Regions from separate parts of the Gossypium arboreum genome. Here region 2 is linked to region 1. A link is a contact called in public Hi-C data. All regions are on one chromosome and are shown on one strand. The core of a region is the stretch at or near the end of the contact, and the rest is flanking DNA. Distances in the headings are between cores, read along the strand shown.

Region 1 (7,294 bases), core at 3,927-6,426:
ATTTAGATTTATATATTATAAAAAATTCAATATACACAAGTTAAGTAGTTCATCATATTTATCCCTAAACACTAAAATTAAACCCCAAATCTTAAACTATAAACCCTAAATCCTAGACCATGAACATATATATATACTTAATATCCATATGAAATTCATTTTTTAGATTTTAGGGTTTACAGTTTAAGAGTTTATGATTTATGGTTTATAGTTTAGGGTTTATAATTTACGATCTATAGTTTATGGGTTTAGAGGTTAGTTTTAAGGCTTGGGGTTTAAGGGTTGGGGTTTAGGGGTTGGAGTTTTAAGGGTTTATGATTTGAGATTTAAGGTCTGGTGTTTAAAGAGTTATTGATATGTGTTTATAGTTTTAGGGATTTATGGTTAGAGATTTAAGGTTTGGGGGTTAAAAGATTATTGATTTAAGGGGTTAGGGTTTAAAGAAAGCCATAACATTGATTTTAACAGCTTCGTAACTTAATTAAATGAAAACTTCTAATTAAATAGTTTAGTTATCAAAGTGTAACTTTTCATGATTAAGTAACTAAAATGAAATTAACTTTCCCATAGCTAAGTGAATGGTCTAGTTAATTTATATTGTTTATAAAGTCAGTTTTAGATATGATCAAAATAAAATCAAATTCAAAATAAAAATAAAACCTTATTTAATCTGTTACTTTACCATAAATTCGTTAGGGATTTAGGATGTCGAATTTGGGAATGGGTGATAATACTTTAAGGATTTAGGATGAGGAAGAAGGGGGAAATAGAACTGGGGGAAAACGGGAAAAATGTTAAGTGTATCAGGTGTGGGTAAAAAATAAGACAGCTAAACGATGAATTTTTTAACAAAATAATTTAACATTAGCAGCGTTTATAACCTAGCGCCACTAAAAATGCACCTATTGCAACGTTTAGGATTTTAGGGGTTATAGTTTAGTGTTTAGGGCTTGTTAGGGTTTAGAGGTTTACTATTTTAGGGGTTATAGATTAGTGTTTTATGTTTTTTTGGGGTTTAAGATTTTAGGAGTTACATGACTTTTAGTGGCGTTTTACCAAAAGCGCCGCTAATGCTCTGGTCTTTAGCGGCGTTTTACCAGAAGCGCCGCTAATGCTCTGGTCTTTAGCGGCGTTTTACCAGAAGCGACGCTAATGCTTTGGTCTTTAGCGGCGTTTTACCCAAACCGCAGCTAATGCTTTGGTCTTTAGTGGCGTTTTACCAAAAGCGCCGCTAATGCTCTGGTCTTTAGCGGCGTTTTACCAAAAGCGCCGCTATTGCTCAATTTTTAGCGGCGTTTTTGCTAAAATGCCGCTATTGCTCTGTGTTTTATAATTTTTGAGGCGTTTTTTGATAAAATGCCGCTAAAAACGCCGCTAAAGCCCCTGTAGTGATGCGCACTTGCAAAGCTTGACCGAAGCTTTTATGTTATTCAATAATGGTTTTCGGTTCAAAACCATGAAAATGAAGAAGGTTATGATAATGACTTTTGTTCTATTCATTTATTAATATTTTAACATATAATATTTTAATTAAAACATTTAACAAATAATATTTTTATTTTTCCTCCCACTAACCGGGCATCATAACAATTAAGGTCTATTTGCACTTTAAAACCTTCATCTCATACTTTTATAACCATTTAATAAAAACAAACTTATAACAATTAACTTCTATATCCTTTACAATTTAGTCCTTTTTCCTTAATTAACTATCAAAACATCAAAATTTCTGAACCAAATTTCAATATACCTATATAATTGCTCCATAAATATTTAATTATTAAATATTTACGAGCTCAATTATAGAAATGAGGTCTCGATACCTCATTTTTTAAAATCACTTAACTTTAGGAACAAACCACTTGTATTTAAATATTAATTCAATCACCAAAAATTATCAAATCAAAATTCAATATAATATTATATTAGACTCGTAAATATTAAATAATAATATTCACGGACTCACTCGTCGGATTTATGGTCCTGAAACCACTAAAAAAACGAGCTGTTACACTTTAGTTGTGATAAGCTAAGGTAGTGGAGTAGGCAATTGGAGCCGAACTACTATAAATCCTTGTGTTCTTTGTTGCACAATTTTTATTGCTTTCACCATAACATCTCAAAGGTTAATTCAACTTCCTTATTGGCAATCTCGAGTTGATTCTTCTGTGCTAATACAAACCACTATCCTGAAAATTAGGGATATACTCAAAGACTTAACAATCATTTAACTAGAAAATAAAAACAACTGATTAAATTAAACATTGACTAAAGACTTAATTAATAAATCAATAAAAACAATTAACCAGACCAACAGACCAAATATAAACAACATAAACATTGCTGGTGTTACTGCTTTAACATAGGGGCCAGAAAGAGTGAGGGTTTTCCTCTGGTTAGTAGCCAATCAATGCCTTTTAGCGAATGCAAAACGTGTAAGATGACACCTCACAAAAGATCTGTATTATGCTTCTTGTGGTAATGTAGTCGAAGATATAGACCATTTACTGCGCCAGTGTTTTGTTGCGAAATCGGTATGGTTCACTTTAGTTCAGAGAGTTTTTGTCAATGAATATTAAAGAATGGGTGCAATTGAATATACGAGATCCAGCTTAGTTTGCGAAAGTGGATGCTGTCGACTGGGACCTGCTGTTTGGATTTATATGTCGAAACTTATTGAATTTGTTGAAATAAGCTTGTCCTTGACCCTAGCTTTATTGAAACAAAAGGAATTTCAGAGAAAAGCAACATGATATGTATTGACATGCGAAGAGCAGTTGGTCTCGTGGGGCGACAACAAAGTGCCAGTGGCCAAAAGTATAGTTGGTTGGTAATCTGGGAGAAACCGATGGAAGTATGGTGTAAGGTAAATACAGTCGAGGCGTTGCGGACTGAGGAAGGGGTGGCATCGCCAAGGGGATCATTCGAGATGCTGATGGACGTTGGCTGATCAGTTTCTCAAGAAGCTTTGGGCCATGCCTGATCCTAGATGCCGAGCTGTGGAGAGCATATGATGGGTTAAAATGTGAAATGGACATGGATATGAGGAAGGAGATTTTAGGGACGAATAACATGGAGGTTGTTTGACTGTTGAGGCATAAAGGAAATCTGGCAGCTAATAAGGTAGTGTTACGATCGATTTGGCACTTACTTGGGAAGGAATGGGATGTTAGGGTGACACATGTCTTTCGCAAAAGAAATTAGGTAACGGACGAGATAGCGGCAATAGCTTGGGCTTTGAATAATTCGAGAGCCTCAGGACAACATCTTCAAGATGATTCCAGCGGTGTAGGAACAAGAAGAGTAATGCATAATTAGTCTAATTTAGAATTTAAATCCTTACATTAAAAAAAGAACCCTAAAAAACTGTGATTGCAATAAAAAAAATATCACCACATTTAACCATTTCAGCATAATTCAAAATTTTTTAAAAAATCCTTAGAATTTTAAAAATTATAAAAAAAAATTAGAATGAGTGACTTTTAAAGTTTTTATTTTTTTTTGGAACACCTCTTCTTCTCCTTCTAGGCTTCCTTTGGTTCACCGTTTAAAGCCAGTGAGGTGCAGTTGGACTCCCAACCTCACTGGGAAGCTGTTTGGTTGAGTGTTTCAGTGCAACCAAAATCAATTCTTATCACACTGCTATCCCAAAAATCAACTGGAGCTTTCAGCAGCAGTAAGCTCACTGGTTGAACTTCCATTTATTATTTTACCATTTTATCCTTAAAGTTTCTTTATCAATCTGTTATTTTTTTCAGATTTGGCGGCCAAATTCTGTTATCTATGTTGGAGTTTCAACACACTTTAACTGGGTAAAGTAAGAATTTCAAACAGAGCACCAGCAGCAACGTATTATACCCGGGTAAAATATGAAGGAAAAATGCTTGAAGTTCAAGCTTTTAGCTACTGTCAAGAATGGAGAACAGAACTTAGAATTTTTAGAAGGCAAAGGAAGAATGGAGCATATGGAAGAAAATCTGATGATTTCATTCGTTTTAAACATTGGTTATATAATAAAAAATTAAAAATTAAAAATTATTATCATTTTATCTAATAAATAATTTAAATTGATTATATAATTCATTAAAATATTTATAATAAAATATTAAAAGATACATTTTAATATTTTATTAAATAAATTTATAAATTCACATATTTTAATAATTTTATATAAGTAAAATAATTTAAAAACTTCTATTATATATCAATTCTAATATGATGTCCTTAATAATCATTTTTCATTTTCACCTCACCGCTACAGCTGCGTTTGAATCCAAACACACACTCCACCGCTGTTTCTAATCTCACCGCTACAGTATCCAATCTCACCGCTATAGTAACTAATCACACCGCCACCGCTGTTTTTAACCTCACCGGAAGTAAACACACCGCCCATCCAAACTAAGCCCTACTTTTCTCTCTTCATCTCAAACCTTCCGCCATTGTTGTCCCAGCAAAACCGATCCAATTTCTCGGATTTCCCATGGAGTCCATCTCAAAACTAGATTTTTATCTCTAGAAACAATGGCTTCGCTACGGGTCTATGTCGCTGGGCTCTTCTGGAAAACTCTACTATTTCTCTGTTTGGTATTGCAACATGTCTAGAAATAACATTGTTGTTTGATCCTCCGATGACTCTCTTCGGGCCAAAACTTGTTACCGGGGCAGCCATCAGCGACTGGTAACCGATATTCAACGAGGCTGGCATTGGAAGATGGGGGATGTCCGGTTTATGGGAATTGACATAGTTTGGATTTTCCAGCTGATACGAGTTTGCCCAACCACACAATGAATTTCCTGAATTTGTTTGAATAAAGACTAAATTATATAATATGTAAAGTTGAGGATATTTAGGTGAGCATTCCTTAAATGATTTAAGGAGAGAATAATCAAAAATAATAATATTAGTTATTAAAATAATAAATTTAACTCTTATAATATTAATACTCTTACCAAATAAAGTGAGTGAATATGATTTTTAATTTTAATTCTGAGGTCTATTGTATAAAACTGAAGAAGAAAGAAGGTCAAGTAATTTTATTACCAGATTTATAATGACGAAATGGTTGAAGGCTCCCATTAATCTCCTATCTTGGTGGGAAATTTGATAAAGTCAAACCTTTCTGCCCCTTTTCTGGGTTATTTACCACTAGTCTTCAATTATTTATTAGGGTTGTGGGCGTTCTGATTTGATGGTTGGCCGTAAAAACCCCTCCCTCTACCAATCCATTAGTCTGAATGCGCTCCTTTTTTCTTCCTTTGATTTCCGCTTTAACACTTTCTTTTTCCTTCAAACATCCCCATGCATGAAGTTGAAAGGTCAAAGTCTTCTTTAGCCCCTAAAGACAAGTTACAAGGTGGTCACCTCACGCCAGGCGCCCACTTCGCTCATCCCCTTCGTATAATTTACATACACACACGTTGCCCTCACTTTCCTATTCCCCATTTTAGGCTTGTGTTACAACCCAACTATATAACATTTTGGGGTTTAAGCTAGCTTTATATGTCATGTGAACCTTCAACTTGTTGCTCCATTTTGTTTAGAGCTTGATTCCCATTATTGGAATGGACAAACACCAAGAATACGAGAGGGTATTTAATCACTTCGATGAGAATAAAGATGGGAAGATATCCCCGGCGGAGCTTCAACTGTGCGTGAAGGCGATAGGAGGGGAGCTGTCACGGGAAGAGGCGGAGGTGGCGGTGGAGGTGTTGGATACGGACGGGGATGGATTGTTGGGGTTGGAGGACTTCATTAGGTTAGTGGAAGAAGTAGGAGAGGAAGAGAAAGTGAATGATTTGAAAGAGGCTTTCAAGATGTATGAGATGGAAGGTTGTGGGTGTATTACGCCAAAGAGTTTGAAGAGGATGCTTAGTAGATTAGGTGAGTCTAGAACTTTAGAGGAATGTAAATCCATGATTGCTCAGTTTGATCTTAATGGCGATGGAGTCCTCAATTTTGATGAATTTAGAGTCATGATGTTATGAACTTGTCATATTTACATATATAATCTTAACGATGAATTTGAAGTCATGATGCTTGGATGTATATATATATATATATATACACATCTCTTTCTTCTTCTCTTTCCTTGTTCTTTGTTGGGATTTCTTAAAAATATTTTTATTTCACATAACGATATTAAGATTTTTTATATTAAATGTCAATAATATGATACCTTCAACAAAGTAATTGGAACATCAATTAGGTATCTTTTTATCACATTTTATTTTTTTGATTTAAATATTCTGAGAGGTTACGAGTAAATTTACGGAGAGGAGTGTTTGATCCCTTGTCTTAATACATACGGGAGTTGAATAGGCAACTTAGACACCACTTTATTTAGTCTTTTTGTTGAGACAATTTTAATTTTGAGGGAATAAAATTGAGCACGGACACTTCGAATCTAATACCAAACCTATTGAGAGGGTTCATAAACTTTTAAGAATGAAACTGTAAAAATTTCTCTTTAAAATTAAGTTAAAATCCGCTAAACAAAAATAAAATAATGCAATAAGTGCATTAAAAACTTAAGTTCAAATGTTCATCTATTTTAAATCCCTAAATAAGTTGGAGTCATAAACACAAAAATGATTAAAATTTTAATTTTTTATAAAGTAAAAAATATTATTATGAGTGTATTTTTATTTTTTAAACTTATTTTTCTTGAAAAACAACAAGTGCATTTTTATTTTTATTTTTATGTAAAATCTATAAATCTAGAAAATTTTCAATTAAAGCCTAATTTTTTAAAATAAAATAATAATATTGCAAACTAGCTTTACGATTAGAGTGATCATGGGTCAAGCGGCTCGGCCGGCCAAGGCCCGCCAAAAAATGGGAGGTTTGGGTAAAATATAGGCCGGAAAATGGGCTTGGGCAAAAAAACGAGGCCCGTTTAGAAAACGGGCCGGGCCTCGGGTAAGGGTTTTTTGGCCCGGGTCCGGCCCAACCCGGCCCAAATTATATATTAATATATATTTTTTTATTTTATTTTTAATTATTTTAAATTTTTAATATAACTATTTTTTATTATATTATTAATTTGTGTATTGTTTTAAGAATTGTTTTAGTATTATTTTTATTTGTTTTAATATTTATTTTTATGTTTTTAAATATAGTTGATTTATTATATTTTAAACTTTTTTATTTAATGACATAAAAAAATTTTAATATGGGCCGAGCCGGGCAGGGTTCGGGCTTAATAAGTTTATTTCGGACCGGGTTTGGGTAAAATTTTAAGCCCATATTTCGGGCCGGGCTAAGCCCGGGCCTAATAGATGGGCCTAAAAA
Region 2 (6,764 bases), core at 3,981-6,480, 190 kb before region 1:
GGGATTCTTTTCTTTTTCGACTGAAGTTAAAGAGTAGAACTTTTTCTTGGGAAAAACACCATCTTTAGTCTTCCAGATTCCTTTTTCTTCAGGTTTTCCTCCTGCTTTTGCTTCAATTTCAGCTTCCTATGCTTTTAAGTGTGCTTTTGAATATGGATAAGTGTAAATTACTGTCAAAAGTCCTCCTTAACACACAACCAATATTTGCAGTTCTCTGCTCCAGTGAAATTTATCTTCTGGCGTTTGAAATTTGAGATTAAACCTTCAGGTAAAGCATTGCTTATGAACCTTCCTTTTGCAAGGTCTGTTTCAGATTCTTTTTGCATTTAACGTTCCTGTTTTAATTTTAGGGCTTTTATCCACTTCTTTAGACAACAACTGGCGTTTGTAGCTTCTCCGAGCTTGTTCAATGGGTTACTTTTACTTGCTTGTTCTTGTATTGTTTTCAAGGAGTTGCTTTTTCCAAACTACTAAAGGATTGCAAGCTTATCAAGCTCAACTTTTTCTGCAAATAAGGAAGCATTTAGAGTATCCTTCACAGCTGCAAATTCTAGATAATTACAATGGGAGCCTCTGTGACTTGGCTGCAACGGCACATATGATGATATCTTGCCAGGACAATTTTGTCACTGAGCTTAAGATTAGGGGAGATAAGCTTGCAAATGTTAGTGGGTTCAATGGATATGCAATTCATAATAAAACATTGTCTGAGACATTCTCCATTAATTCTTTAGTTACCACATTGGCAAGGTTAACCAGTTTAAGGGTGCTTAGTTTAGTGTCTCTTGGGATTTGGGGGCCTCTTCCTGATAAGATTCATAGGCTATATTCTCTTGAACTTTTGGACTTGAGCTCCAATTTCATGTTTGGCTGTATACCCCCTCAGATATCTAGAATGGTTAAGCTTCAAACTCTAACATTGGATGGCAATTACTTCAACGACACTATTCCTGATACATTGGATTCTTTATCAAATCTTTCTGTTCTAAGTTTGAGGGGCAACCATTTGAAGGGCCAGTTTCCTTCTTCAATATGCAGAATTTCAAGCCTAACAGATATTGCCTTGTGCCATAATAAGCTTTCAGGGGAACTGCCTGATTTCAGTAGCTTAACTCGCCTGCGAGTGTTGGATGTAAGAGAGAATCAATTCGATTCCCAACTGCCTGTCATGCCACGAGGATTGGTTACTGCTCTTCTTGGTAAGAACTTATTCTCAGGTGAAATTCCCGCACAAGTTGGCATATTGACTCATCTCCAGCACCTTGACTTGTCTTTCAATCATCTGAGTGGGACACCCCCCTCTGCCTTGTTTGATTTGCCAAACATCAGTTATTTGAATTTGGCATCAAATATGCTGAGTGGTTCACTTCCAGAGCAAATAACTTGTGGTAGCAAACTTGGGTTTGTCGATATTTCTAGTAACAAGTTGGTTGGTAAGCTTCCTTTTTGCTTGGACAATACATCAGACAAGAGAGCAGTAAAATGTGGTGGGAATTGCTTGTCCATTGAAGGTCATCAACAACATCAAAGTTCATATTGTAAAGAAGCAAACACAAGAAAAAGTGGAAGAAAAATAGCATTATTAATTGCTATTGTAGTAGGATCTATTCTTCTTCTGATGATCTTGGCATTTGGGGTTCTTTTTCTGTCTCGAAGATGCTTCCAAAGGAAAACTCTCGAAACTCATATACAGCAAAAGGCAGTTCAGGAGAATCCAACAACCGGGGTTTCACCTGACATTCTTGCAAATGCTAGTAAGCAATAAAGGTCAACTTCATATTGTAGTAACTTATTAGAAGGGAATTCATCATGATTTCTATCACTATTTTATAGTGTTTCAAGGTGAAGATTGAGTTACTATGTTAATTATTAATTGTGCAATATCATTTGTCTAGGATTCATTTCTGAAGTTATGAAGCTAGGGACACAAGGTTCTCCGGTATCTCGACTGTTTTCCTCAGAAGAGTTGGAGGAAGCCACAAATAATTTCGATTCATCAATGTTTATGGGTGAAAGCCCTGCTGGGAAGGTATCCTCAAAAGTCAAAACTGAAGAACTTATCAAATTTAGATGACTTTGTTTTGTCAATCAAGTAGTTTCCAGAATTGAATGGAACCTTGGCACCAACACCATATCCTTGAAGTTTTGCCTTGGTCAGTGAGATCACCAATGACATATCTGACTTACATTTATTTCTCTTTCTCAGCTATACAAAGGAAGATTGGAGAATGGAACCTATGTTGCCGTTCGATCTTTGAATTTACTGAAGAGATATTCAATTCAAAACCTTAAAGTTAGGCTTGATTTCTTCTCAAAGCTTCATCATCCTCATTTAGTAAGCCTTTTGGGGCACTGCATTGATGGTGGTGTACAAGATGATCCCTTTGCAAACAAAGTCTTCCTTGTATATGAGTATGTGCCTAATGGGAATTATCGTATGCATCTGTCAGGTCAGTGTTGAAACTTTTGAACTCAAAATTATATTTGTACATAAACATTGCATACCTATAATGTATACTAATGGATTTTGAGCTTTGAAAACCACAATCTGGAAAAACAAAGTGCAGAAAGTTGTCCAGAGAAGATTCTTAAGTGGTCGGATAGATTAGCAATTCTAATTGATGTAGCCAAGGCTGTACATTTCCTTCATACTGGGGTTATTCCCGGTGTTTATAATAACCGATTGAAGACCAATAATATATTGCTGGACGAGCATCGAATTGCCAAGCTGTGTGACTATGGGATGTCTATCATCTTGGAGGACAATGAAAAACTAGAGGTATGTTTTCTAGCTATGCATAGGAAAAGATTTCATGGTCTAGAGTGACTACCCTGAAACATTTTGTTCTTCTGCAGGCTAAGGGAGGGGGCTTAAAGTCTAGGTATCCATACTTTCAGCTTGCAACCATGAATGAAATTGGACTTCCATCTTTACATAAAAGGATGGACATGCCCCTCAAACATTCTAATTTAAATTTTTGTTGCAGCCAAAGGCAAACTTTAGAGGATGATGTTTACAACTTCGGATTTATATTACTAGAGTCTCTTGTTGGGCCTATAGTGAGTGGAAAAGGAGAAACATTTCTTTTAAATGAAATGGTAAGGAACTTATTTTTCACCTATGAAGTCCATTAACACAACTTTACCACAATGATAATGGCTAGTCAAATGCACAGTCAAAGTGTGTTCAGTTTTGGAACTTTCTGTTGTTTCTTTTTTCCTTCAGAATTGGAGAAAGGTATTACTTCTAAATATCTTGTATTACATATCACAGGCATCCTTTGGCAGCCAGGATGGCCGAAAGCGAATTGTGGATCCAGCTGTGTTAATGACTAGCTCACAAGAGTCGTTATCGATCATTGTATCTATTACACGCAAATGTACATGTCCAGAACCATCATCTCGGCCGTCTTTCGAGGATGTTCTTTGGAACTTGCAGTATGCAGCTCAAGTTCAAGCGACAGCTGATGCTGATCAGAAATCTGATTCTACATCATAGTTTAGTGATACACCTGATGTTCGATTGTTCATTTCTATAAGAAAAGATCTTATTCACGACAAAAAATGACAATGAATTCATTATATCATAAATGGTCATACAGGCCAATGATCATCTCCACTCTTTTATCTTCGGCCAAAACTGCATTACATACTTTTATATTGCATAGTAACTCACAAATGGGAAACAAAAATTCGAGGCAAATCACCAACTTGGGTGTTCGCCACACGTACATATTTACTACCACGCCGGAATATCAAATTGACCACTTGATCTGAAAAATAACGATGTTTAAGCTGTCAGCTTTGGTGAAGAGCTGAGAGCATTAATAGGCGAATACTGGAGATGTAGTGCAGCCAAAAGGCCTTGCCATGCATCGCCTGTTGCACCAGCAAGCCGAAAGTTGAGAAGCTTCTTTTGCTTACTGTAGTAATCCTCCACTGACTTGGCCTGTGAAGATCAAGAGCATTGGTTTAGAAGATACATTCCACCTTCCATGATCCAACTCAAAGAATCATACACTGGCTCCCTAACAACGATAACCATGATAGGTTGTCATTAGACAACAACCATATCAAACAATAATTACCTGCTCTGAGTATACACGGAGTTTCTTCAAGGAACTTTCTACACCTTTGGAGTTGCCAATGTGAAGAAGCTCACTTTCTGAACTCATCTTCATGTACTCTTCAGAACATTTAAAGTTCACAACCAAATCAATATCAACAATTTGATCAAGAATTTCCTGTAAAAAGTAAAAACATAATTAGTGACAGAACCTATTGTAGAATGTTTCATTCAGCTTTAAAAAATCTTAGAACCACAATTGTAATATCAAAATCATAGATGACTTACAGCCTGGAGCCTGGTGCGAGGAATTCCATCGAGAATGAAACCATTTTCACCTTCTTCAAGTCGCTTAGACAGTAAAGCAAAAACTACATCCTCTGGAACAAGCTTCCCTTCATTCACAGCATTTACGACCTAAAGACCAAATTAATATTTTTGACTACATTATATATTTTAAAAAGTTGTAATAATCAGCGTGAACACTTGTAAAAGCTCATTAACCAGACTATCTCCGAATTTCTTAGCAATTTTTTGCACACCAAAACCAATGTTTTTCCATAACAGAGGGTACCTTTAAAACCAATTACCATTCAAACCTTTAAAGAAACAATATCTTTTTCTAGAAAATAACAAAGGAATAAATTTCAATTAGCAGAGATTAAAGAAAAAAAAGACCTGTTTGTAAAGAGAGGAGTAAGGATCAAGCTCTTGTCTAATAAGGGAACCCATTGAAATATGAGGGATTCCTAGAAGCTTGGAAAGCCTCTCGGCATAAGCATGGCGTTTCACTCCAGGCTCCCCTATAAGCACCCACTGGACTCCCCTCTCCGGCACTGAACCATCCACATCAAGCTTCTGCTGAGGCAGGCGCCTATCCCGGGGAGCTCGCTCATACTCGTAGTAGTCATAGTCGTAGTCGAGCTCCAACGCAGCGGCTGATCCGATATCTCGGATCCAACGTCGGAGTGGGTTGACGGCGGATGAAGCAACAGAGGCGCTGGCAACTCGGAGTTTGGGTAGCCATGCCATGGAGGCGTTAGGGTTTTAAGGAAACAAAAAGGAAATGTTGGAGAGGGCTAACGAAAAAGAAGAGGTTTCATTCTTCATTTGTAATAGAGAAATCCACACAGTGACAACTACACGTGCCCGTTAATTTTGAACATGGTTAAATTTTAGTTTTGATCCTCTACTATATTTAAATTTAAAATTTAATATTATTTTATATATATTTTTATAATTTTACAAGTCGGACCAACTGGGTTTTTTTATAAAAATAACTTGAAATTTATTATTATTATAAAAATGGCTTTTTTTTTTTATTATGCACGTAAATTATATGAAATGAATAGTAAAAATTAGTGAAGTAAAAACGATTGACATAACTCACTTGTCATGTTAGCCAATCATTGGCGGTTAAGATTTAAAAATTAATTTTTTGGATGAAGTCAATTTATTTAGCGCCACATATATAAGTACCAGTCTAATATCAACATTTTTGAATATTTCGAGGGCCAAAAAATAAATAATAGCGGTAGACTTTAATATGTCAGACTTTTTTTATAATGATTGTTTTTTTTTTTAAAATTTAAAGGTGTGTTTGTTTCACTGAAAATGGTGTGATTGATTTTTTTTAATTTAAAAGTCTATTTGTTTCACCGAAAATGATTTTCGAAAAATGACTTACTCTCTTGGAAAAGTTAATATTTTCTAGTGTTTGGATGAATCTGTGTAAAATATTTTCTGTTGTTTGATAGAATTCTTAAAAATAATTCATAAAAGTTGTTTTTAATGAAACAAACATACATTTGAGATTTTCTTATCTTTTCATTATTTAATCGAGTTTATTTTATATTTATAAATTTATATTTTACATTTTTTACATATATTAAAAATATTTTGTTAAATTTAAGTTCATTACAATGTCATTTTTAGTTACATGACTGTCAAGTGAGTATTTTTATTTAAAATGTGACATCGACAAAATTGGTAAAAATTTTTAACAATGTCAACAATTGGACTTGATTTTCAAATTTAAAAAGCAGAGGACTAAATTCTTGAAAATAAAAGTACAAAGACTAAATTGTAAATTTGTGAATAGTATATAGACTTATGATGATTTTAACCTTTATACTACAAAATATTTATTATTAAAATATTAATATTGAATATTTGCAATAATATGGGAAGAATATTATTTAAAATTATTATTTTTAAAATTTATTATTAAAATAAAATTAAAATATTAAATAATTTATTAAATTAATAAATTATATTAATTATATTAATAATTTATTATATGACTAAATATATATAAATAATTAAATATATATGTTTAATAATATTAAAAATATAATATTTTATATTAATATATTAATATTTTTAAATATTTTTAAAAATAAAATTATTATTAATATAATAATATTAAGTTTGATTTAAGTTAATTTTATATAAAAATAAAATTACCTCCAAATGAGCTCTTTTTCGGAAAATGAATTACGCTTTTCAAAACAGCAAGTCATTTTATAGGAAAAAGGGATTATTTTACGTTGACCTGTAAATTATTTTTCGTTGACCAAACTGTTTTCTGTGAAACAAACACAAGAAAATACAAAAATATTTTCCGCAAATTTTTTTACATGTAAACAAACGAACCCTAGAACTAAAATTAGTATTTTATTTGGTGGAGCCATAAAAA

What was found. A called contact is a pair of places that touch in the nucleus more often than the background predicts.
Region 2: a contact with region 1 is called in a Hi-C map of leaf, with 4 times the contacts expected there. The contact joins the promoter of LOC108460900 here to the promoter of LOC108466030 in region 1. A contact is called at or near these places in 2 of 5 Hi-C or Micro-C datasets (both in leaf).

The regions. Positions count from the first base shown.
Region 1 is chr4:24,479,603-24,486,896 of ASM2569848v2, reverse strand. LOC108466030 (calcium-binding protein CML38-like) reads left to right here and starts at 5,176. Exons shown (of 1, transcript XM_017766400.2): 1 at 5,176-6,030. The coding sequence starts at 5,566. The coding sequence ends at 5,988.
Region 2 is chr4:24,667,704-24,674,467 of ASM2569848v2, reverse strand. It overlaps LOC108460900 (probable adenylate kinase 7, mitochondrial), which reads right to left and starts at 5,230. Exons shown (of 4, transcript XM_017760597.2): 1 at 4,745-5,230; 2 at 4,355-4,483; 3 at 4,089-4,244; 4 at 3,549-3,949. The coding sequence starts at 5,098. The coding sequence ends at 3,791. LOC108460899 (probable inactive leucine-rich repeat receptor-like protein kinase At3g03770) reads left to right here. Exons shown (of 8, transcript XM_017760596.2): 1 at 1-268; 2 at 351-1,754; 3 at 1,896-2,029; 4 at 2,207-2,450; 5 at 2,568-2,779; 6 at 2,857-2,882; 7 at 2,988-3,099; 8 at 3,275-3,591. The coding sequence starts at 410. The coding sequence ends at 3,499.